Linked DNA regions of Mus musculus: regions 2 and 3 are each linked to region 1. A link is a contact called in public HiChIP or PLAC-seq and promoter capture Hi-C data. All regions are on one chromosome and are shown on one strand. Each heading gives the region's core, a stretch centred on a gene start, on an enhancer-like site or on the middle of the called end of the contact. The rest is flanking DNA. Distances are from core to core; before and after follow the strand shown. Region 1 holds the start of Prr36 (proline rich 36). Region 2 overlaps Cers4 (ceramide synthase 4). Region 3 overlaps Gm6410 (a long non-coding RNA gene).

Region 1 (3,266 bases), core at 48-2,547:
GGCCAGGGGTCTTCATAGGGGCCCTCTCTCCTTTCCCAGAAGCTGGGGGCCTGTTGGCTTCAGGGAGAAGACAAAAATCAGTGGTACTTCTGAAAAAGAGGAGTATCTAAGAAGGAAGAGAGAAGGTAAGCAGAGTGCAGATGGAGGTCACAAATAAAGCTGAGTACCTGGGCTACGAGGACCTGCCCCAGCACTGCGCGCTGGTGCCCCGTGAATAGTGGTCTGTGGAAGAGCTGCTTTGCTGGTCTGTGGAAGAGCTGCTTTGCTGGTCTGTGGAAGAGCGGCTTTGCTGGTCTGTGGAAGAGCGGCTTTGCTGGTCTGTGGAAGAGCGGCTTTGCAGACGCCTGGGGCTCGCTCCACCAGGGACCTTCGCCCCATAGCTCCGTTTGCTTCCAAGACTCGAAGGGCAGCAGTGGTCACAGGGGGAGGAGGTCGAGCGGACCCAGAAGGAGGCCTAGGGGTCAGAAGGCCAGGGGGTCGTGAAGACGGCATTCGCGGGGCAGTTCCTGATTTGACGCTATCCCTCTTGTCCATACCGCACCTAATGAGGAAGACAGGAGGCTTGGTATCCCAGGTCCTGAACCAATCACTACAAACCATCCTGAAGCCTCCCTGTGCTTCCTTCTAGCATCGCCACCCATGGGTGCCTAAACCTCAGCCTAAAGAGCCTCGATTTGTTTTTCTTCTAAGCACCCACACCCGCTCACCAACCTGGCCGCTTTCAAGTCCTACGGCTACCTCCATCCCCAAGGCTAAGACGCCCTGTTCAGTCCCCACCCTCCGACCCCCGACCCCGCCTCTGCCCTATTACAAGAACAACATCCACTCCCCTACCCCCTCGCCTCTTGAAAACCTAAATGACCAATCCGGCAAACAGGGAAATGCCTCCGGCTTCCAGATTCAGGGGCCTCAGTGTGCACGCCGATGGGGCTTCGCCAGCGTCCTTCCTCAGGTTCCACAGGCACCTGCACAGAGAAAAAGAGTGGCCTTGTTGCCCGCGAACGGGCTCTGGGAGACAAAGAGCTGACCCCTCCCCCAGTCTGGTCCCCTATGCCAACGATCCGCCCGATCCACCTGCTCACAGCACGCGTTCACCTCCGCCTCTGGGCACCAGCCGCTCCACACAGGGTCGCTTGGGGTGGGGCTGGGCCGGAGAGCAGTAGCGGGGAGCAGCGAAAAGGCAAGGGGAGGGGGCTTCAAGCGACAGAGCCTAGGGAGCTTGGCCACGGCCCCGCCCCCCAGCTTCGGGTGGGGAGAGTAGAGGATGCGCGCACTCGCTCTCGGTCCAGAGCCGAGAGCGTGCCGAGAGGGCTAAGAAAAGAGGCGCGCCTCCGAGGGAGGTGCGGGTGCTGCCTCCCTGTAATACCCCAGAAGAGGCCGATTTCAATGGTCGTGTCTAGCAACCACAGAACTCGAGAGGCTCAGTGGGGGAATCCTTGAAGACCCTCACAGTCCTCTACTCAAGCTCTTGCACCTGCTCCGACACCCCCCTTCTCTAGCACTTGGAGACAGACACTCTCCTAGACAAGGGATAGGCTGGGCCTTGGCAACCAGTAGGGCGGGATCATTGTGCCTCTGGCCCACCAACCAATCCAGCCATTTTGTGTGCCCTGGTCCTCTTTTCCTGCACTTGATGACTATGGAGGCTAGATAGTCCTGCGACACCTGTGCCAGGTCACCTATTTTGTAACTTTGACTTTTCTCACAGCCCTTACCTGATACGGTTGGTGGGAGAATGAGAACCCTGGGAGTTACTTTGTATTACATTTTATTTGGTGTGTGTGTGTGTGTGTGTGTGTGTGTGTGTGTGTGTGTGTGTCCTTGTGCACATGTCACTGCATACTGGTAAAAGTCAAAGAACAACTTGTAGGGCTCAGTTCACTCCTACAACCAGTGGGTCCTGGAGATAGAATCCAGGTGATCAGACTTGGCCGTAAGTGTCTTTACCCACTGAGCTATCTCACCAGGCCCCAAACTCTTGGACTTAGAGGATGCACAGCAGATCCCAGAGTTGAGAGGAGAGAGGAAGAATAGCGGGATGAAAGAAAGGGAGAGAAATAGGAAACACGATGGTGGCTCTGCCTTCTGTGGGGCAGAGCATCTCAACTTTGCTGGCCCACAGGCAGTCAAGTCCTCAGAAACTTCCTGGCAGAGCTGAATTTGTGGAGTATCAAAAAACACGATTACAGAGGGAAAGAGAACTCTCTAAAATGTGTATGAAGAAACTGAGAGCACTCTGAGTATCTCAACCCAGTTGAACAACTAAAAGCTGTCACTTTAGTTTAGTTTGCCAGCTCATGGATCCAGTGGGGCAGGTGTGCCTTATAAGGCATCTTACCCATAGAGGATGTTAAACCAAGACCCTGGTCTGTAAGGGATCTCTGAAGTATATGGGCTCATTGAGTTGGCATTTTGGGCTGTACAGCCAATACTCTAGAGATACAGGCAGAAGGCTCCTGAGTTCCGGGTCCGCCTGGGCTACTTAAGGTTTATTGACTCATCACAGTGCTAACTAGATAAAAGAAATGAGTCCAGGAACATCTTCAAAAGTTTCAGAAGGAGGGCTAGCAAGCAGCTGGAATGAGGTCTGCTGGACCTAGAATTAAGAGCATTTTCAGGGCTGGCCATGTAGCTCAGTTGGCAGAGTATTTCTGTGGCATACAAAAAGTCCTGGTCTCTATCCTCAGCAACACATAAACCTGGAATGGTGGTGTGCAGCTATCATTCCAGCACTTGGTGGGTGGAGACCAATTGAAAATCAATTTCAACATCATCTTTGGCTGAGAGATAATTGGAGACCAGCCTGGGCCTGTCTCAAAAACAAAACAAAACAAAACAAAAAGCAAAACAAACAAAAAACCAAAACAAAACAAAGAACAACAGCCGGAGTAGTGGCTACACACCTTTAATCTTAGCATTCAGGAGGCAGAGGTAGGCAGATCTCTGTGAGTTTGAGTCCAGCCTGATCTACACAGTGAATTCCAGGACAGTCAGAACTATATAGTAAGGTCCTGTCTTAAAAAACAAAACAAAACAAAACAAAACAAAACAAAACAAAACAAAACAAAATGGCAGAATAGTAAGGGATAATAAAAGTAGATAAGGGCTCGAGAGATGGCTCGGCACATAAGGACTCTTGTAACCAAGCCTAAGATCCTAAGTTTGATCCCCGAGGGCCCATATGGTAGAAGAACAACTTCTTCTTTTTTTTTTTTTTTTTTTTGGTTTTTCAAGACAGGGTTTCTCTGTGTAGCCCTGGCTGTCCT
Region 2 (2,919 bases), core at 55-2,554, 300 kb after region 1:
TGAGAATTGAATTGGGAGGGGGTGATCAGGGTTCAAGTGTGGAGGGCAGAAACATGGCAACCTCTGAGGGGGTGGGGCAAGGCAGAGTCTTAGACTTAGGGCCTTCCTTGAGATCTTTGTGAGATGTATTCTGGACCTTCAGTCTGTCTGGTCATCAGCACTTGCTGGTTGCCCTGGGGGGAGCCAGGGTCACTTGGAAAGGACAGCTAGGAGTCCAGTGCAGGACTGGCTTTAGCAATCTGAAAACACTCCCCTCATCTTGTAGAGCCCCTGATGTGTTTAGTTCTAGGCCTCTACCTGCAGGAATCAGGTGAGCCCAGGCAGGAATGGGCCTCCCCAGGAAATGTGTCAGGGAGGTCTTGATTGATTTACTTTCCCATAATCTTGTTTTCAGAAAGACAGAAAACAAAACAAAGCAGTTCCTGCTCCCTGCAAAGTTCTGGTGGTTGATGAGGGGTACTGGTGTGATAGGATTTGTGGTGACAGCCTGTGCTCCAACAAGCCAGAATTGGCAACTTATTCCCCATATGTCAATTAGAACAGCCAAATTAACAGTGAAAAGCAGATTTACTCAGTGTGGCTACATTGTGAAGTGGGACAAAGAAATTTAGAGACTCTCCCAAAACTGTGTTTGGGGTCCTAAAGGGAGGTGAAGAGTTAAGTAGAGGCCAGAATTATGGATGTCTAAGCCATCTCAGTCAAGGTGTGGTCCCGTCCAGTGCTGTCTGGGTTTCCTGTCTTCAGCGAGGTGGTCTGACAAGTTGTTGGCAAAGTGTAAACCTCATTCCTGGAGAAAGTTCTCCTCTGTTGGCCCAGGCTTTAGACTTTCTTCTCTCCCAGCTGGAGATTCCTGGGGGTTGGGGCTGGGGTTGAGGGTGGGGGGAAATTCCAGTTTCTTGGGGCTCATTGTTTCAATACTCTGATAGCCAAAGTGAGGGGCCCAAAGTGTTTGTTTAGAGTGAGTTTATCCCTGTTAGGCTGGTTACAACAGGACTTTCCGAACAGCTAGGATCAAACTTAAACACACAGCAGTCCCCAACCCCCACCGTAGGCAGGGCAGGGTAGGATATTTAGCTCTTTCTCCACTCCCCTCGCCTTTCTTTTCTCCCTTCCTCCCTGCCTCTCTCTTCCCTTCAGCTTAGCTGGTCCCTATGCTGGGCCCCTTAGCACAAAGCCCTGGTCTCTCTCCTCGAGGGATATTTTTAGTCAGTAAGAGGGATTATCAGCTGAGTTCCAGGTGGAGGGGCCTGGCTGGGAGAGGAGCCAGCCGGGCTTCAAAGAGCTGGCAAGCTGAGGGAGAAGGGAGAAACACAGGGGTAGGAGGGCCTTGAGGATAATAAAGGTCGAGACCGGACATGTTGGCGCAGCAACCTACACTGACTCTTTGCTTGACCTCGCTCACATTCATTGCCCTGTAGGCTGCTCTGGCCTAACCCAACTTGAGCACAAGGCATAGAATTTAAGGGAAGGACAATAGAGGTCAGGAGGGTTTCCAGGCTGAGAACTGCCTAGGAATCACCTAGAAAACTGGTGGTGATGCACATTTTCCATCCCAGAACTGGGGAGGCAGAGGCAGGAGGATTTTGAATGCCAGGATATTCTGGGAGACCCTGACTTTGAAAACCAGGTGCTGGGGGATGTGGTGGGGGTGGCTCACTGGTGAGTGCTTGGCTAGCATCTGACGGGCCATGGGACCTATCCCGGCACTGCAGACGCAATATATTTCTAGCATCTTCCAGTAAGGAGCTGGAATTGTATGGCGCATCCTTACCTAGAACCCACCAGGAGGGCTGGACCTCCCTAGGCTCCTCTTAATAAGAGGCTGGGAGGGGGGATGGTTCAGCAGTAGAGCACAGGCTTAGAATCTACCATTGTGGATCTGGGAGTGTGACTCAGTGGAAAAGACCCTTTCTAGAATCCCCCAGTGAGGGGCAAGGGTCATGTCTTCGTGGTAGAGTGCCATCATAGGACTGGGGTTGTGGCTCAAAAGTAGATTGTCTGTCTAGAATCTACCAGTGTGGGGCTGGGTGTATGTGTTATTGGAGAGCATTTGCCTAGCCTGGTTCTGGGTTCCACTCTCAGAACTGGGAGTGTGGGGACCTGAGGAGTGGAGCATGAAGAAGAAAAGCACCCACTGCCTCGTGGCACCTTTGCTCTGCAAGCAAGAAGACACTCACAGAAATGCTTCTGATTCCAGTGCTGGGGATTAGAGACAGGGGGATCCTGGGTACTCACTGGGCATTCCAGCCAGCTTGTAAACTATAGGTACAGTGAGAGAACCTGGCTCAAAAAAATAAAGTGGGAAACAATTTAGGAAGATACCTAGGGTCTACCTCTGGGCTCCACATGTACATGCAGAGCTCGTGGACTTGCCCATGTACGCATAAACCACTCACCACACAAAGCATCATCCAGAAGCTGCCACATACCAGTGACCCCTCAGTCTTTCTCGGACCACTTCCCTCCCCCAAATCATTACTGGCACTGTTCTCACACGGCTGTAGGCGTCATTTCCAGCCACTTATTAGGAATGAACTATTGTGGATCCCAGTTACAGATGGGAAAACTGAGTCACAGAGAGAGCAAGGCATCTGCTCCCAAGGTTACATAACTGGTAAATGACTGAGCCAGGAATTAAACCAGCCAGGATGGAACCTCCTGTTCTCACCTCCACTCCATTCCCCAGTAAAGTACATATCTGTTGTACTCATATTTCAGACTGGATATATGAGATGTGAGGATATGGAGCTGAGTTTCAAAGGAGAAAATGGAAACTGAGGAACCCTGAAGCCCTTCATCTTACTTCCTCAAGAGTGACTGCTTAGAATCCCTGAGTCAGGAGCTGGGGGCATAGCCCAGATGTAGAATTTTGAGTTTTGTTGCTGGAAAAGGCAATATTCATATTCTCCCAGGAGCCTC
Region 3 (2,878 bases), core at 252-2,751, 460 kb after region 1:
TCTCGAACAACAAAATCCAAAATAATAAAATTAAAAATATAAACCCACCATGCTTGCAAAGTAGCTTAACATTGAACAGCAGATGTGTCTGCTGTATGTTATGTGATTTAGGGACAGAGACCAAATGTTGAATGTATGGGTGGCATGAGAATTCGCGTGGTAGCGGAACCGCAGCCTGGACTTCCGGTCCTCTAGCCCGCCGGCGCAGCAGTGCATGCGCAGATTCCCCGTCCTCGAATATTCCTCCGTTCCGCGGTTTCTCCGCCTCGACACGCCCCCCCTGCCGTTCAATGACCGGGGATTGGAAACCCGTGCCGTCAGTCACTGGCCAGCGGGCGGGGCTTCCTACCATCTCATGTCAGTGCAGTTGCTGTCATGGCCTTGCCTCAGCTCCTTTATTCACGGGAATCCCCCTGCCTCACTCTCACACCCGCTGTCATCCCCCGCCCCGTGCCTCAGCTGCAGACAGTGATTCCGTTTCCCGCTCCCGCTTCGCTCCTCAGCCGCCGCCGCAGAGGGGCTCCCGCCGCCCACTGGAAGCCTCTCCGTGCCGTCAGTCACGGTGCCATTCGGTACGACCGGAAACAGCGAGCAGGACGGGGCACGCATGAGGCGAAGCTTCCTGACTGGACTGCATCTCCCATCAACCCCTGCGGCCGCAGCAGACCGATCGGACTTCCTGTCCGGGCCGGAGGCACATCCTGTCTGGCGCAGAAAGTTATGGTTCAATAATTCTAGTGCATGCTGGGAGTTGTAGTTACTTCCCTCCTCGCGCGGGATCTCCTGTTTGCCACAGGAAGTGAGGTGGCGGTAGCCCCTAGGCATGCTAGGAGTCGTAATTCTGTCCCAGTCCCGGGTTTGGGTCCTCTGAGCCCCGCGAGGTTTTTCTCTGATTGGCGAGCACAGCTCAGTGGGCGGAGACGGTGATTGACAGGCGGAGGGGGCGGCTACATCACTGCGTTTGTTTATATATTGAGAAAAGAAAAATAAAGCGCAAGCCCCTGCCTCAGTCAAGGCCAAGCGGGCGGGGCTTCCTGCTGCGTACCGGAAGTCTCTCTCCTGTTGTCTCAGGTCCGTGCAGTCACGGTCATCCCCCTGCCTCAGTTCCTTCCTTACTCACAGGAATCCCCCTGCCTCACTCTTACACCTGCTGTAAATTCCGCCTCAGCTGAAGACAGACAGTGAATTCGGTTCCTGAGCCCGCTTCCGCGTTCTGACTCCTGTGACGTCAGAGCCGGCATCATCGAGGTGTGCGCGCACTGCCACGCCCACTGACGTAGACTTTGACGCCGAGGCCGGGGTTTCCCCGTCCCAACGGTAACTGCCGCGACCCATGCGCCCCGGTCGCTCGGTGACCCCAATGTCAGTCAGACGCCTCCGTTCCCACAGCCGCCGTGACGTGGTAGGTCACAGCCGCTGCCGACACGTCTTTATGTCACACCCACTACACCTAGATCACGCCCACACGGCTTTAATGCTGTTCCCACTACACTCAAGCCACACCCATTACACTCAGGCCAAGCCTACACAGCTTCATGCCCTGCCCAATACTCTCAGGCCACTACTACAGGACTTTAGGCCCCGCCCACAACACTCAGGCTATGCCCACAGGGCTTTATGCCTCTTCCACACATCCTTAGGCAACTCACACACATCTTTAGGACACTCACATCTTTTGGACACTTCCACTATACTCAGGCCCCTCCCACACAACGTTAGGCCCTCCCAGTACACTCAGCCCCCTCCCACACATCTTTAGGCCCTCCCACTACACTCAGGCCCCTACCACACTTTTTTAGGCCACTCCTACACATCTTTAGGACCCTCTCACTACACTCAGGCCCCTCCCACACGTCTTTATGACACTCCCACACATCTTTAGGACCCGCCCACTATACTCAGGCCCCTCCCACACATTTTAGGACACTCCCACACATCTTTAGGACCTTCCCACTACATTCAGGCCCCTCCCACACATCCTTAGGATCCTCCCACTACACTCAGGCTCCTCTCACACATCTTTAGGACACTTACATAGTCAGAACACGCCCCCAAATTTACATATACATTTACATAGACAGTTAGAACACGCCCCCAAATTTACAGAGACAGAACACACCTCAAATTAGGCCCGCCCAGACACTTTTAGGCCACTCCATAACATCTTTGGGCCCGCCCAGACATCTTTAGGCCACTCCCACACATCTTTAGGCCTGCCCACACATTGGTAGGCCCGCCCACATAGACATTTACATAGACACTGAGAACATGCCCACAAATTTACAGAGATATTTATGTAGACATTTACATAGTTACTCAGAACACAACCACAAATACACATAGACATTTACATAGACAGCGAGGACACATCCACAAATTTACATAGACATTTACATAGTCACTGAGAAGGACTGGCTGACTTCTGAATCTTTTTTTTGTTTCTTCATGTTAGGTTTGAGGAGGACACCCTACCCACGTGGCTATCCTCAGTTGCGAGTCACTGTGGGAATTATCCCAGTTGTCTTTTGGTCTTTTCATATATGTAAATGTATTTATAAATGCACATACAAATGATATGTAATTGTATATGCAATGTGCACGCAAGTGTACATGTAAATGCATATGTGAATAAGCAAATATGCAAATGATATTCATGCCCATGCTTTCAAATGCCACGCCCACCCTCATTTAGGCCATGCCCATGCAGCTTCAGAACATGCCCACCCTCCTTTAGGCCAAGCACACTACTCTGAGACCACGCCCATCCTCCTTCAGGGCACACCCACTACTCTCAGACCATGCCCATACTCCTTTAGGACACTTCCACTACAGAAAACACCCACAGATCTTCAGTCTACTCCCACTATTCAACAACAAT

Evidence for each region. Promoter capture Hi-C pulls out the DNA fragments that hold promoters and counts their contacts. HiChIP or PLAC-seq counts read pairs in DNA pulled down with a chosen protein or histone mark.
Region 2: a promoter capture Hi-C map of embryonic stem cells shows a contact between it and region 1, with 8 read pairs. The contact joins the enhancer-like site here to the promoter of Prr36 in region 1. A contact is called at or near these places in 3 of 39 promoter capture datasets (the C10 cell line, cranial neural crest and embryonic stem cells), 1 of 484 Hi-C or Micro-C datasets (mammary gland), 1 of 115 datasets of contacts at active chromatin or transcription factors (embryonic stem cells) and 4 of 9 other capture datasets (adipose tissue, embryonic stem cells, liver and 1 more).
Region 3: a contact with region 1 is called in an H3K27ac HiChIP or PLAC-seq map of double positive thymocytes, with 3 times the contacts expected there. The contact joins the enhancer-like site here to the promoter of Prr36 in region 1. A contact is called at or near these places in 1 of 39 promoter capture datasets (cranial neural crest), 1 of 484 Hi-C or Micro-C datasets (LSK cells), 5 of 115 datasets of contacts at active chromatin or transcription factors (astrocytes, double positive thymocytes, memory CD8 T cells and 2 more) and 1 of 9 other capture datasets (liver).

What each region holds. Positions count from the first base shown.
Region 1 is chr8:4,216,015-4,219,280 of GRCm38.p6, forward strand. Prr36 (proline rich 36) reads right to left here and starts at 1,298. Exons shown (of 7, transcript NM_207203.2): 1 at 1,075-1,298; 2 at 854-965; 3 at 168-541; 4 at 1-57. The coding sequence starts at 534.
Region 2 is chr8:4,511,122-4,514,040 of GRCm38.p6, forward strand. All of the region lies in intron 1 of Cers4 (ceramide synthase 4), which reads left to right. Among named protein-coding and RNA genes, the nearest start is that of Cers4, 19 kb to the left of the region's middle. Within about 2 kb of position 1,305, at least 83 of the 459 cell types and tissues checked have an H3K27ac peak or open chromatin away from gene starts, as enhancers often do. A contact at or near this core is called in embryonic stem cells, where this site is marked.
Region 3 is chr8:4,677,165-4,680,042 of GRCm38.p6, forward strand. Gm6410 (a long non-coding RNA gene) reads left to right here. Exons shown (of 2, transcript XR_378684.4): 1 at 1-1,402. Among named protein-coding and RNA genes, the nearest start is that of Gm6410, 3.8 kb to the left of the region's middle. Within about 2 kb of position 1,502, at least 411 of the 459 cell types and tissues checked have an H3K27ac peak or open chromatin away from gene starts, as enhancers often do. A contact at or near this core is called in LSK cells, astrocytes, double positive thymocytes and 4 more, where this site is marked.